Regions from separate parts of the Hordeum vulgare genome. Here region 1 is linked to region 2. Evidence: chromatin contacts called from public Hi-C data. All regions are on one chromosome and are shown on one strand. Each heading gives the region's core, a stretch centred on a gene start, on an enhancer-like site or on the middle of the called end of the contact. The rest is flanking DNA. Distances are from core to core; before and after follow the strand shown.

The links. Hi-C and Micro-C count contacts between places; a contact is called where the count stands out from the background.
Region 1: a Hi-C map of leaf shows a contact between it and region 2, with 5 times the contacts expected there. The contact joins the promoter of LOC123402010 here to the promoter of LOC123403394 in region 2. A contact is called at or near these places in 3 of 6 Hi-C or Micro-C datasets (leaf and seedling) and 1 of 1 datasets of contacts at active chromatin or transcription factors (embryo).

What each region holds. Positions count from the first base shown.
Region 1 is chr6H:147,323,154-147,329,609 of MorexV3_pseudomolecules_assembly, forward strand. It overlaps LOC123402010, which reads left to right and starts at 3,880. Exons shown (of 10, transcript XM_045095863.1): 1 at 3,880-4,086; 2 at 4,617-4,759; 3 at 5,613-6,317. The coding sequence starts at 4,685.
Region 2 is chr6H:147,018,941-147,024,755 of MorexV3_pseudomolecules_assembly, forward strand. LOC123403394 (MLO-like protein 13) reads right to left here and starts at 1,873. Exons shown (of 13, transcript XM_045097330.1): 1 at 1,438-1,873; 2 at 1,206-1,263; 3 at 718-872; 4 at 361-477; 5 at 176-277. The coding sequence starts at 1,563.

The DNA of each region.
Region 1 (6,456 bases), core at 2,630-5,129, 310 kb after region 2:
AGACAAAACACTGTCCCTAGTAAGCCTCTAGTTGACTAGCTCGTTGATCAAAGATGGTCAAGGTTTCCTGGCCATAGGCAAGTGTTGTTACTTGATAACGGGATCACATCATTAGGAGAATCATGTGATGGACTAGACCCAAAACTAATAGACGTAGCATGTTGATCGTGTCATTTTGTTGCTACTGTTTTCTGCGTGTCAAGTATTTGTTCCTATGACCATGAGATCATATAACTCACTGACATCGGAGGAATGCTTTGTGTGTATCAAACGTCGCAACGTAACTGGGTGACTATAAAGATGCTCTATAGGTATCTCCGAAGGTGTTCGTTGAGTTAGTATGGATCGAGACTGGGATTTGTCACTCCGTGTGACGGAGAGGTATCTCGGGGCCCACTCGGTAATACAACATCACACACAAGCCTTGCAAGCAATGTGACTTAGTGTAAGTTGCGGGATCTTGTATTACGAAACGAGTAAAGAGACTTGCCGGTAAACGAGATTGAAATAGGTATGCGGATACCGACGATCGAATCTCGGGCAAGTAACATACCGAAGGACAAAGGGAATGACATACGGGATTATATGAATCCTTGGCACTGAGGTTCAACCGATAAAGATCTTCGGAATATGTAGGATCCAATATGGGCATCCAGGTCCCGCTATTGGATATTGACCGAGGAGTCCCTCGGGTCATGTCTACATAGTTCTCGAACCCGCCGGGTCTGCACACTTAAGGTTCGACGATGTTTTATGCGTATTTGAGTTATATGGTTGGTTACCGAATGTTGTTTGGAGTCCCGGATGGGATCACGGACGTCACGAGGGTTTCCGGAATGGTCCGGAGACGAAGATTGATATATAGGATGACCTCATTTGGTTATCGGAAAGTTTTCGGGCATTACCGGAAAAGTTTCGGGCTCATCGGTAGTGTACCGGGAGTGCCGGGAGGGGTGACGGGGACCATCGAGAGGGGTGTCACGCCCCAAGGGGTCTCATGGGCTATGGGAAGAGATAAACCAGCCCCTAGTGGGCTGGAATAAGTTCCCACTAAGGCCCATGAGGTTTGAGAAGGGAAAAAGAGAAGGTGGAAAGAGTTTCCAAGTGGGAAGGTGGAATCCCACTCCAAGTAGGATTGGAGTAGGACTCCTCCACCTCAAATTTCGGCCAAACCTTGAGGGTTTGAGGCTGCCTCCTCCCCTCCCTCCCTCCTATATATACTGAGGTATTAGGGCTGATTTGAGACAACTTTTGCCACGGCAGCCCGACCACATACCTCCACGGTTTTTGCTCTATATCACGTTTCTGCGGAGCTCGGGCGGAGCCCTGCTGAGATTAGATCACCACCAACCTCCGGAGCGCCGTCACGCTGCCGGAGAACTCATCTACCTCTCCGTCTCTCTTGCTGGATCAAGAAGGCCGAGATCACCGTCGAGCTGTACCCGTTCGGCACTAGATCGGAGCGGATCGTGGGACGGATCGCGGGACGGTTCGCGGGGCGGATCGAGGGACGTGAGGACGTTCCACTATATCAACCGCGTTCACTAAGGCTTCTGATGTGCGATCTACAAATGTACGTAGATCGGAAATCACCTCTCGTAGATGGACATCACCATGATAGGTCTTCGTGCGCGTAGGAATTTTTTTGTTTCCCATACGATGTTCCCCAACAAGTGGAACATGTGCCACTGGTTAATTTCGGGCGCTGCTATACCTTGCTTCTAGCGAGACTGAGGGAAGTACCCCGTGAAGGGAGGCGTGAGATGGGTCGAGCCCCATGCGCGGAAGACCAGAACCTCCATTTTTTTCTTTTTGTTCATGATTTTTGCTTCTTCTTTTTTTCATTTTGCTTATACTTCCAAATATTCTAAATAAATATATTACAAAACACTTTATGTAAAAAAATTAAAAATTGTAGCAAAACTGGTTCTCATGTACAAAATGTGTATGAAAATCAGCCATGTATTTCAAGAATTAGTGTTGTATTTGAAAATATTAATCTAGCATTCTGAAATATCAAATGTGTATAGAAAAAATATTGACATGTATTAAAAAATGTTAATCTTATATTTAAAAATTATTAATCAAGCATTTGAAAAATGAAAAAAATGTTGAGCATGTATTAAATAAATCTTGTATTTGATAAATGTGTATGAAAACAATATTGACCATGTATTCAAAAGATGTTAACTTGTATTCAAAAAAATTACATATGTATTAGAAAAAAATGAATTAGATATATACCAAAAAATAATAACAAGTTCTAGAAAATGCGAATCATATAGTAAATAATGTGTATGTATTCAAAAAATGTTGAATGCGTACTAAAAGAATTAAAGTGTGTTAAAAAAAACTGATGAAAATCAACATACAAACGAAGAAACAAAAAAGAAAAAGCAAAGAAAACAACAAAAAATGGATAAATAAAAAGATACCAAATTGTAACAAAGAAAAAAGGTAAAATAACAAGTAAAAACAAATTTATGAGAAAGAAAAAAATGGAATAAAGCGTTGAAAAAACGAAAGGATCCAAAGAAAAATGAAAAAAAGAACAAAAAAGAAAAAAAAGCAGACAAATGCAACCATTGTACGAGGAAAAAATTCAAAGAACAAGTGAACGAAACGAACAACCCACGGAACGAGAAAATCCGTTAATTGGCAGCCATATACCCGCAGCCTCTTCAGGGGAGCCGAGGGCTATACTTGCTATAATAGCCTCTCGCGATTAATTCTTATAGTAGATGGTGCGATTTAAATATTTAACCAAAAGTGTATATCAAGGTAATCAATGCTGATCTCCAACTGTCAGGGACAGAGCCAAGATGAATGCATGGAAGGGGCAAGTTTGCTCACGAAGGAGGAAATATTTCATGTTTTAGAAAATTTTGGCTGAAATAACTATTAACATTGAAGAAAAATCAATTCATTAAGGAGGGTCTAGCCCCATCTCCCCCTAGCTTCGTGCCTGTCGGTTGCATATTAAAAAATGTTTGAAAAGTTACAATACATTAATGTTAAATTTATTATTTTTGTATCTCATGCAATGCTTCGTGTTTTGGTTATTTTGTGACGACATCAAATGGTGTTGTGTCAATGCACCAATGTTTTTTCAAATTTTTATAATATTTTAAAAAAAGACTTTTGACTTCAGCCAGCGGATTGCACGCAAGCATCCGCTGTCTTGTCCGCACGACGTGTGTTGCTGCTTGCTTCTTGCTTTACGTTAGCAATGTCTCTGTTGCAAAAGGAGTTGTCCTGAATGTCAGTTACACAAGATTAAAAATTGCAAAGAAATTTCTATTGTAATTGCAAAAAAAAAAAAAAATTACGCATGTTGCCGAAATTTCCTGTAATATGACATGTGTTGCAATACTAGAAAGTGTTGCTTGGTCGCTCATTTTGTCAAATTCGACAGTACACGAGGCGTGGAGCATTTAAAATGATTAGTCGACAAACGCGTAGCAACACCTTATTTTTAAATGTGCAACGGGTCCGGTGCAAAACAGGATATTTGTTCTTTCTCTTGTTCTTGATTTTTTTAGAGGTTCCTCTTGTTTTTGATGATATTGTATAATAGAATGACGAACCTATTTCTCCGCTTTTTCGCCGACGAATCTGAATTAGCACCAATGGTCCAAGCAATATGAGGCTATTCAGATCCTCGCAAGGCCCAGATCAGGCGCACCCACGTCGGCACCTGCCTACACCTAAAAAAAAAAACGAAAAAAAAAACTGCGCCGTGCGATTGCTCGCGTCGAAGTCCGTGCGAGCGAGCGAGCGAACCGAAGCCACGACCTCTCATTCGAACGTTACTCCACCCGATTTCAACTCCATTCCCTCCTTCCATATTTACTCCCCCCCTTTCCAGCCGTTAGCGCTCTCTCGTTCCGATTCGCCGTCGCCGCCGCCCTAAACATCCCCCACCCCTCCCCTCCCCTCCCCTCCCCTCCCGCTCTCCCCGAGACGGAGAAGCACGGACCGGCGACGAGGTGAGGTGAGGACTCGGCGTCTGGCTTCTCGATCTCCTGTCGTCGGAGGGTGGCTGTTGTACCGGCGGGTTTCCGATTTCATTACGTCCCTTTTCTGGTACGCTCCGGTTCTTGATGGCTTCGCTTGGTGCGGTCGCCGTACCGCGGTTAGATTTGGGGACTTTTTTTTCCGTTCTAGTCCGTGCCATGCCGCCGTGGTGCTAGTTTTTCAGGTGCGGACTTGGGAGTTCCTTCCCGTTTCCGGTTTTCATCCAAGAAATCCCAGTTTTTCGTTACCCTGTTCCATATTATTCTACCCATGAAACCATCTTGGCCTCAAATCTTGGGGGGTCCACGTGACATCAGCTGAGCCAAAATTTCCGGCTTTCGTTGCTCGGTGCTGAATCCTCTTCTGCCAGACAGCGAAGATAGGGCAGGTTTTTTGTTTGGGGGGTTTGATTTTGTTCCTCCAAACTTTCCAAGAGTTGTCTATGCTGGATTTGTGTTTACTTCTAAAAGTATTTGGCCACCATTCTTGTTTTCCTTTTTTTGGCCGAAAATACCACAATGCCTTTTTGTTTTGTTTTTATTAACTTCTCCGGGAGGCAGATCCTGACAGTGTGAATTTTGGTATATTTATTTCTGCAGGTAGATCGGAGCTGTATAAGAATTTTTTCTGCCAAGGTTGGCTAGTTGATAACAAGCACGCAGGCACAATGGCTGCTGAAGTTGGGCAGCCGTTCAGTGGATGGTCACACTCAGATTCGCCCTACAACGACCTCTGCACACAGGTAGTATCCTCTGCTTCGAGTTCGAATTCATTCGTTGCTTCACCTTTGGTTGCGAACTTGAATTATCAACTTAAATCTCATAGTTAAATAGCTCCTTGATATCGTAGTGCTGTTGGGGAATATTTGAGATGTCAACACTGCATGACATAGTTGATGCTGCCTGAATCTTGTTTCTGTAGTTTCTTGTCTTGTTGAGAAATATTTGAGATGTCAACATTGTATGACATAGTTGGTGCTGCCTGAATCTTGTTTCTGTAGTTTCTTTTTGGGAAATATTTGAGATGTCAACATTGTATTGCATAGTTGGTGCTGCCAGAATCTTGTTTCTGTAGTTTCTTGTTGCGTTTTGAGGAGACTATATGATGGTAATTCTGTTTTTATTCACTGCCGACGCAAAAGGTTAGGCGATTCTTGAATACTGTACCGGTGGTCGCAAATATTTGAATACTGTCTGCTACTTATATTTATTTTGGCTGTTGCACAAACAACAAGACAAAGGCTATAGGTAGCATTATATTAAATTTATCTTACATTTGCATACGTCTTAACCTTAATTTGACCATGCTTTGTAGGGTTCTTGTGTTTTTCCTATTCCTGTGAATCAAACACCCAGTTTTGCAGATTCATGTGTTTTTCACAATCCTCTGTTTTGCACATGGAATCCTATCTTATTCTGGAGTTTTTCGTATTCCTGCATTTTTAAATCACATGAATTAAAGAGGTCCTATGAGTTGTATCTATAGAGTTTGTAGCTAACTAAACAATGCTCTATAAATATTATTTAGTTAGTCATTGTTGTCTGTTTTTCTTCTAATAAATTGAAAGAGTCTCTAATTTTGCGTCTACTGTCCAGGACGATTCAGTTCAGAAAATGGTACTTGATCATGGCTCAGTGTCATTTGGTAGATTTGCAGAAGAGTCTTTGTCATGGGAAAACAGATCAGTATTCGGACACAACAGACGTCAGGAGGAGATAAGCAAACTCACACTGCCTGGTTTAGTTGCACAAAAGAAGGCATATTTTGAAGAATATTACAAGAGGAAAGCTCAGAAAGCTAAACATCTAACTGAAGCCACATCGGAAGAAAGGAGCAATGATGACACTCTGGACCATAGTAAACAGGAAGATAATTCACATGCAGTTGTTCCCGAAGATCCCGTGGATACTGCTCCAAGCTTCAGTTGTCAACCATCTACTGAAGTGAGCTCATCGGATGAGAATAAACACAATGAACCCCATGGGCTAGGATATTTGACATTTAATCCTCTGTTTTCGAGGATAACAGAGGAGGCATCTAGTACTGGTCAAAATCAACATGTTGATGGTGAGTTTTGTTGTGCCACACGCACACGTAGTAAACATGGTCTCAACCACGAAACCATGGAGAGAAAGGTTCTTGCACCAAAGCATGTGGTTTCAACTGATTATGGTGAAAGTAATGTTGCTGCGTCGAGAATTATCTTGCCTATAGCAAGTTTGAAAGCTGGTGTTCAGAAACAGGAACCAAGAAAGAACATAGTGCCAGCTGCCGTTAACGGGTTGACAAAGGGCACCAAGGTAATGTACTATTGGATTGATATTTATTGTTTATGTACGCGCGCGGGGGTGGGGTGGGGGGATGACTGACAAGATATGAGAGAACAGAGCTAGTTTTTGAAGTCGCTTCCTGCTTTAGCGGCAAGTAAATTCTAGATAG
Region 2 (5,815 bases), core at 623-3,122:
TTTTGTCTTGGGAAAATAAATTGATAACCGCTCAGAAAAGCAGCTTCATTTTACTTGGGTAAACCCAAATAATTCTCATGACACTGTCATTCGTATTACAAATTAAGGATTTACAGTTGACTTTATAACAAAATAGAAGCATAAATGCATAATATAAGAGGGTTATATTACTTACAATCCATCTTACAACAGATGGTTTCATCCAGCCTGGCCTCTTTTCACGCTCGTCGAGTCTTCCTTGTTGAATTTCAGTCTCCCATTTATTCCACGTTCTCATCTACAAGTGCTTACCCTAGATGTGTTACCTTCAATATCATATCACGTGAAACACGTATTCATCCCAAGTAATAATAGTTATACCTTAGCTCCACCGAGTAACAGCGTTGTAACACAGAACAAAACATGCACCACACCAAGTACAAAGATAAAGATGTGCAGCTGATGCAGAGCCTCTTCAGATAGCATGGGAACTTCACCCTGGGCAAGAATGATGTTTCAGAATGACCAATCTGGCAAATATTCTTTACGATTCTTGGGACTGGCAATGTCTACCAATTATCATTAAACACACGTGATTATGTTTTGCTACTCAAAATATCACATCAACGGTACTATCAAAGGAAAATAGTAGACACTGAAGCCACAACCAGATATTTAGGTAATAAATGAACGGCACTAAACTTGACGGCAGCACAATCTTCACAGTTCATGGCCTACCTTTCTCTTGCAGAGTTTGGCAGCACCTTCTCTGGCTTTGGACTCTTCAATGCATGGAAGCATGATCCGTGCAGCACTCTCCGGGATGCAAATGCGATTGATGAGATTTTGACAGACGCTTAGTAGGAAAGAAATGAAACCCAGAATCATCAATTCTGCACAAGTAACCAATGAACAGATTAGGCAAGGCGAACAGACAGTTTTATACGGAAAGAATGAACTGGTACGAGACATTCTGCTTTGTGTGTCAAGGAATTTTTTGTTGGTTGGTATCTGATGCTTCTTTCCATATTGATTACAATCAGCTCAGCTATTGCAGTCTTAATCAGGAAACAACTAGCACATGTACAGATCATCAGCAGATCTGTACCTTCGGGTTCTAGTAGCCACCGTGCTTGAGATAATCGAGGTGAACGCTTGCCGTGATATCGAGCATATAAAAAGAAGTTGTGCAGCAATCTAACTAAATCCTAGGATAACGCTCCTACCTTCTTTGACTCTCTGCAGGGCTGAGAATAGTGCTTCTTGGCCATTGAATTTGAGCACCTGCAGAGAGATAGGTTTCTTATTACATATAGCATATACTATCATCGAAAACTTCAACCAACATAAAATAATGTGGGGACATACGCAGAACAGGAAGACTAAATATTACTGTAGAGATCATAACAGGAATGCGAAACAGATAGGTAGGGAGGGAGCAGGTCGGGGGTGCCGTGCCTTGCCGAGGCGGTGGAGCAGGCGCTCGGCGGCGAGGGAGATGGCGACGATGATGAGGCATACGGAGGCGACCACCCACGTCGGCGTGAGCGCCAGCGACTGCTCCTCCTCCTCTCCCTGCCCCATCTCCTCCTCTCCCGCCTTGCCGATTCGAAGCCGCTACCCGCACCATGTGGCTGATATAGGAGGATGCAGGCGCGGCGGTGGTGGGGCATCACGGGCTCACGGCACTGCAGCAGCGACCGGTGCGACGGCCCCCTCCACGCGCCGGATCTGCGGCGGGGAGCCGGGGACAGCGCCCCGGAGGATCCCAGAATCCCAGGCCCCGCCATGAGAGAGAGCGGGCGCCGCACGTGAACGTGCCCTCGGGGCGCTCTCGACTCAGTCGCTGTCGTCCCCCGCGAGGCGCCAGGCCCCGCTTCCCTTTCGAGTTTTGTTCCCGCCTGTGGAACTCGTGAGCGGCCAGCGCCTTTCACGGCTTCGACGGCGTGAGCGGGAGGAAGGTGCCAAGGAAAAAAAAAAAGGATTGGCGTGCAATGGACTCTGTTTGTTTGGGGGGGCGGTGGGCTGTACCGACGTGGACGCTGGCCCTGCCGGGAACGCGAAAAATCAAAACCATGCGCGCACGTGTCCCGTCAGGTATATCAAAATGTTGTTACCAAAAAAAGGTATATCAAAATGTTTGGATAGCCTAAAAACAAATCGAAATGTTTGGAGGGGGAATCGCCTTGGTGGTGATAGATAGATGGAGACAGCGAACCGTCGACGTCCCGGGGATTTTGTGGCTCGTGTGACGTTGTCTTTGCCTACGCGCACGGCAGGCCATGTGAAAAACTATTTTTCAAAAGGTTTCTGCATTTACATGATGCACGTAATTATTTTATTAATTATATATAAAATTATAAAATAGTATATCAGTAGGCCTGTTAAAAGGGGAGATTTTTACTTTTTAGCCTCTGCATCAAGTAAGGATGCATACAGTTAATTTAGTATCAAGATTTTCTTTATGAATGGTTTCACCCCGGCCATGTGAAAAACCTATGTTCTGTTCTCCATGTCAATGAACCTCCAGATTTATTTGTGGTTAAACTTTTGTGTTGCGTACTATGTTCTGTTGAATTAGTTGCATGTGGTTTGGATTTGATAGATTTTTCAGATTATTACATCGTTGAATTGATTTTATTTGTTGAGCTTACCAAAAAATTGTTGATATAGCGAACTGAGCATGGTTTAAATGGTTAGATTCTTTAAGGTAAAACCAACTCGGTTGTGTTTACTATATTTAATACGATGCTCGTATTTTTTGAATTTTATATTAGACTTTCAAGCAATGTTTCTTTAGTGAGAGACGACATTATCGTTGATTAGTCTATGAAGACTTCGTCAATCTTAAGATTTATCGGTTGGTCTTTTGAAAGAGCTCACACGAGCAACGTGAATATTGCCGATATACAAAGAAAGTGATCTGTAACTTTCACTGAAATGCTAAATGCAAATGGTTCTTTTCAGCTAACATTTTGATATTCGGCTAGTGAAAAGGACATAACCTGTATGTGGAGCAGATTTTCTACGACACTATGAACAATTTTTTGTAGAGCATATCCTTAACTACAAAAATTTTGACAGGCAGATCAAGAATTCTATCATCTTTGCTTTCACATATGTGATTGTCGTGTCGATAAATGCAAACCGGCTACTCATTATTCACCCCACATGGTTCTCGATCTTTATGCATGAAATATGGAAGTATCTAAATCTCCGAAACATGGAGACCCACATGTATATATTGATAGGTTGTAGCGTACAGGGTTGGAGGCACCTTAGCTAACCACCGGAGAAAATACGGGTCAAAGGGATAAGAGAAGGAGAAGAATAAAACATATATCTCCTAACTAATCTAACCTCATAGCAGACCTAACTTGAGACACAAGGTTGCGCCCTATACATAGTACAATGTGACAAAATGACATGTTTAACACCCTTCCTTAATCCGAACTTCGCAAATTTAGATTACGCTTAAACTCTTCAAACGATCTTGTGGGCAAAGCCTTTGTAAATCTGTCTACAACTTGATCTTTTGAGGGAACAAACTGAATCTCCAACTTCTTGTTAGCAACCCTTTATCGGACAAAGTGGTAATCAATTTCCATATATTTCATTCTTGCATGAAAAGAGGATTAGCAGAAAGATATGTGGCATCAAGATTGTCACACCCAACCTTGCTCAAAAAATCAGTTGCCTATTTTTCCTGAGAGAGATGAAGACCACCTTTTGTGGTTCTCTTGACATCAATACCAAGAAAGGAGTGAAGATCACCTAGATCCTTGAGAGCAAAATTAGAGTGCAAATCATGCAAAATAGTTGTTACTGTCTCATTGGAGGAGTTGGTGACAATGATTTCATCCACATAAATGAGCACAAAGATAATTGTGTGTGACTTATTGTAAATGAAGAGGGATGTATCAGATTTGGAAGGACTAAAGCCAAGTGTTTGCAATTTGGAGCTCAACCGAGAGTACCATGCCCGTGGAGCTTGTTTCAAACCATAGCCTGTAGATATGAGATGGTTTGTTTTTATCCTCAAACCCAGGAGGTTGGTTAATATACACTTCCTCTTCCAGAACACCGTGAAAAAACACATTATGCACATCTAGCTAGAGGAAATTCCAATATCTGGAAACAACAATGGACAGAACGAGATGAATGGTGGCAGCTTTAACAACAGGACTAGAAGTATCCTCATAATAGAGTCCATACCTCTGTTTAAACCCCTTGGCCACAAGTATGGCTTTATAGCGATCAATGATTCCATCAGACTGTCGTTTGATGCAATAGGCCCACTTGCAATCAATCACATTTTTGCCTGACATGACATGAACAAGATGCCAAGTGTGATTTTTTAAGAGCATGAAACTCATCACCCATAGCCTTTTTCCATCCTGGATCAGTGATGGCCTCACTGATAGTGTGTGGTTCTCCTGAGAAAACAGATGCAGCAACTAAACCATATTTATTTTTATAATTAACAAGTTGAATAGTGCATGCACAAAGACGCGTGCGAGGTGGCTTTGTCATGAGCTCAAAGGATCCGGGCTAAGCTGCAGCTCGATGTACAGTAGATGCCAATCCCGAAGCTGCAGGATCACCTGGGCGGGTCGGATCTTCTATGGTGGGATGTGTTGATGGCGGCAGAGGAGAGACCACAAAAGATACAGACGTGTGGGGCGGACGAGGCGTATCAACATCAGATCCCACATCGGGTCCAGTTGGCGTGTCGACACACGACGACGAGGTCCTCCTGGCGAAGACGCATGGGACCGACGCAAAGTGTTTGGAAACATTGCATGAGAAACAAAAAAAAATCATACGCTCACCAAGATCAATCTAGGAGATGAACATCTACGAGAGGAGATATTGTATTTACATATCCTTGTAGATCGCTTAGTGGAAGCGTTAAAGGACACGGTTGATGTAGTGGAACGTCTTCGCGATCCAATCACGATCCATTCCACGAACTCCCGATCAAGCGCCAAAGAGACGGCACCTCCGTGTTCAGCACACCTACAATTCGATGACGTCCCCGCCTCCTCGATCTAGCAATCGAGGGCAGAGTGGTTGATGAGTTCCCCGGCTGAGCGACGGCATGACGTTGGTGGTGGTGTAGCTGTCCCGGCAGGGCTTCGCCAAGCACTACCGAAACAATCTAGAGGAGAAACACATCTAGAGGGAGAGAGAGGCATCCCTTGGCTTTTTCAGGTGGTGTTGCCCGCTCTCCCCTTAAGTATGTATAGGGGAAGGGGTGGAGGCGCCCATCCCTAGGGTTTCCCCTTTTGGGGCGGCGACCAAGGGTGGAGGCATCCTAGAGGTGGATTACTGATGATGAGATGATGTATATACATCTCGCACCTTGTTGATTACCCCAAGTGGAAGGTTGAGATGTAGTCAGCAGCAAGTTTTCCTTCACACGGGAATTGTAAGGTTTATCGAACCAAGAGGACTCCTAGGATCAACAAGTAGGTGTCTCCCACCCTGGCGCTAACAGAAGACGTGAACCTGCACACACACCAAATAACTTTGCTCCCAACGAGTACAGAGAGGTTGTAAATCTCTCCGGTCTTGTAGTTTGCAAAGGATCAGAACACGGCGGGAATAGTAATAATTATTGCAACAAAAAAGTAAATGAAAACTGTAAATGATGGAGGTGTAAACAATGATGGTGATATGGACCGGAGTCACATGATGTTCACTAGTGATGTCTCTCTCTCAAAATACGATAAACAACTATGCTTGGGTAAACAAATCACACTTGGGCAATTCACAGAATTATGAACGCACCGCAATGCTAATTATGCTACTTGATAGTTAGAGGTTCAATAGT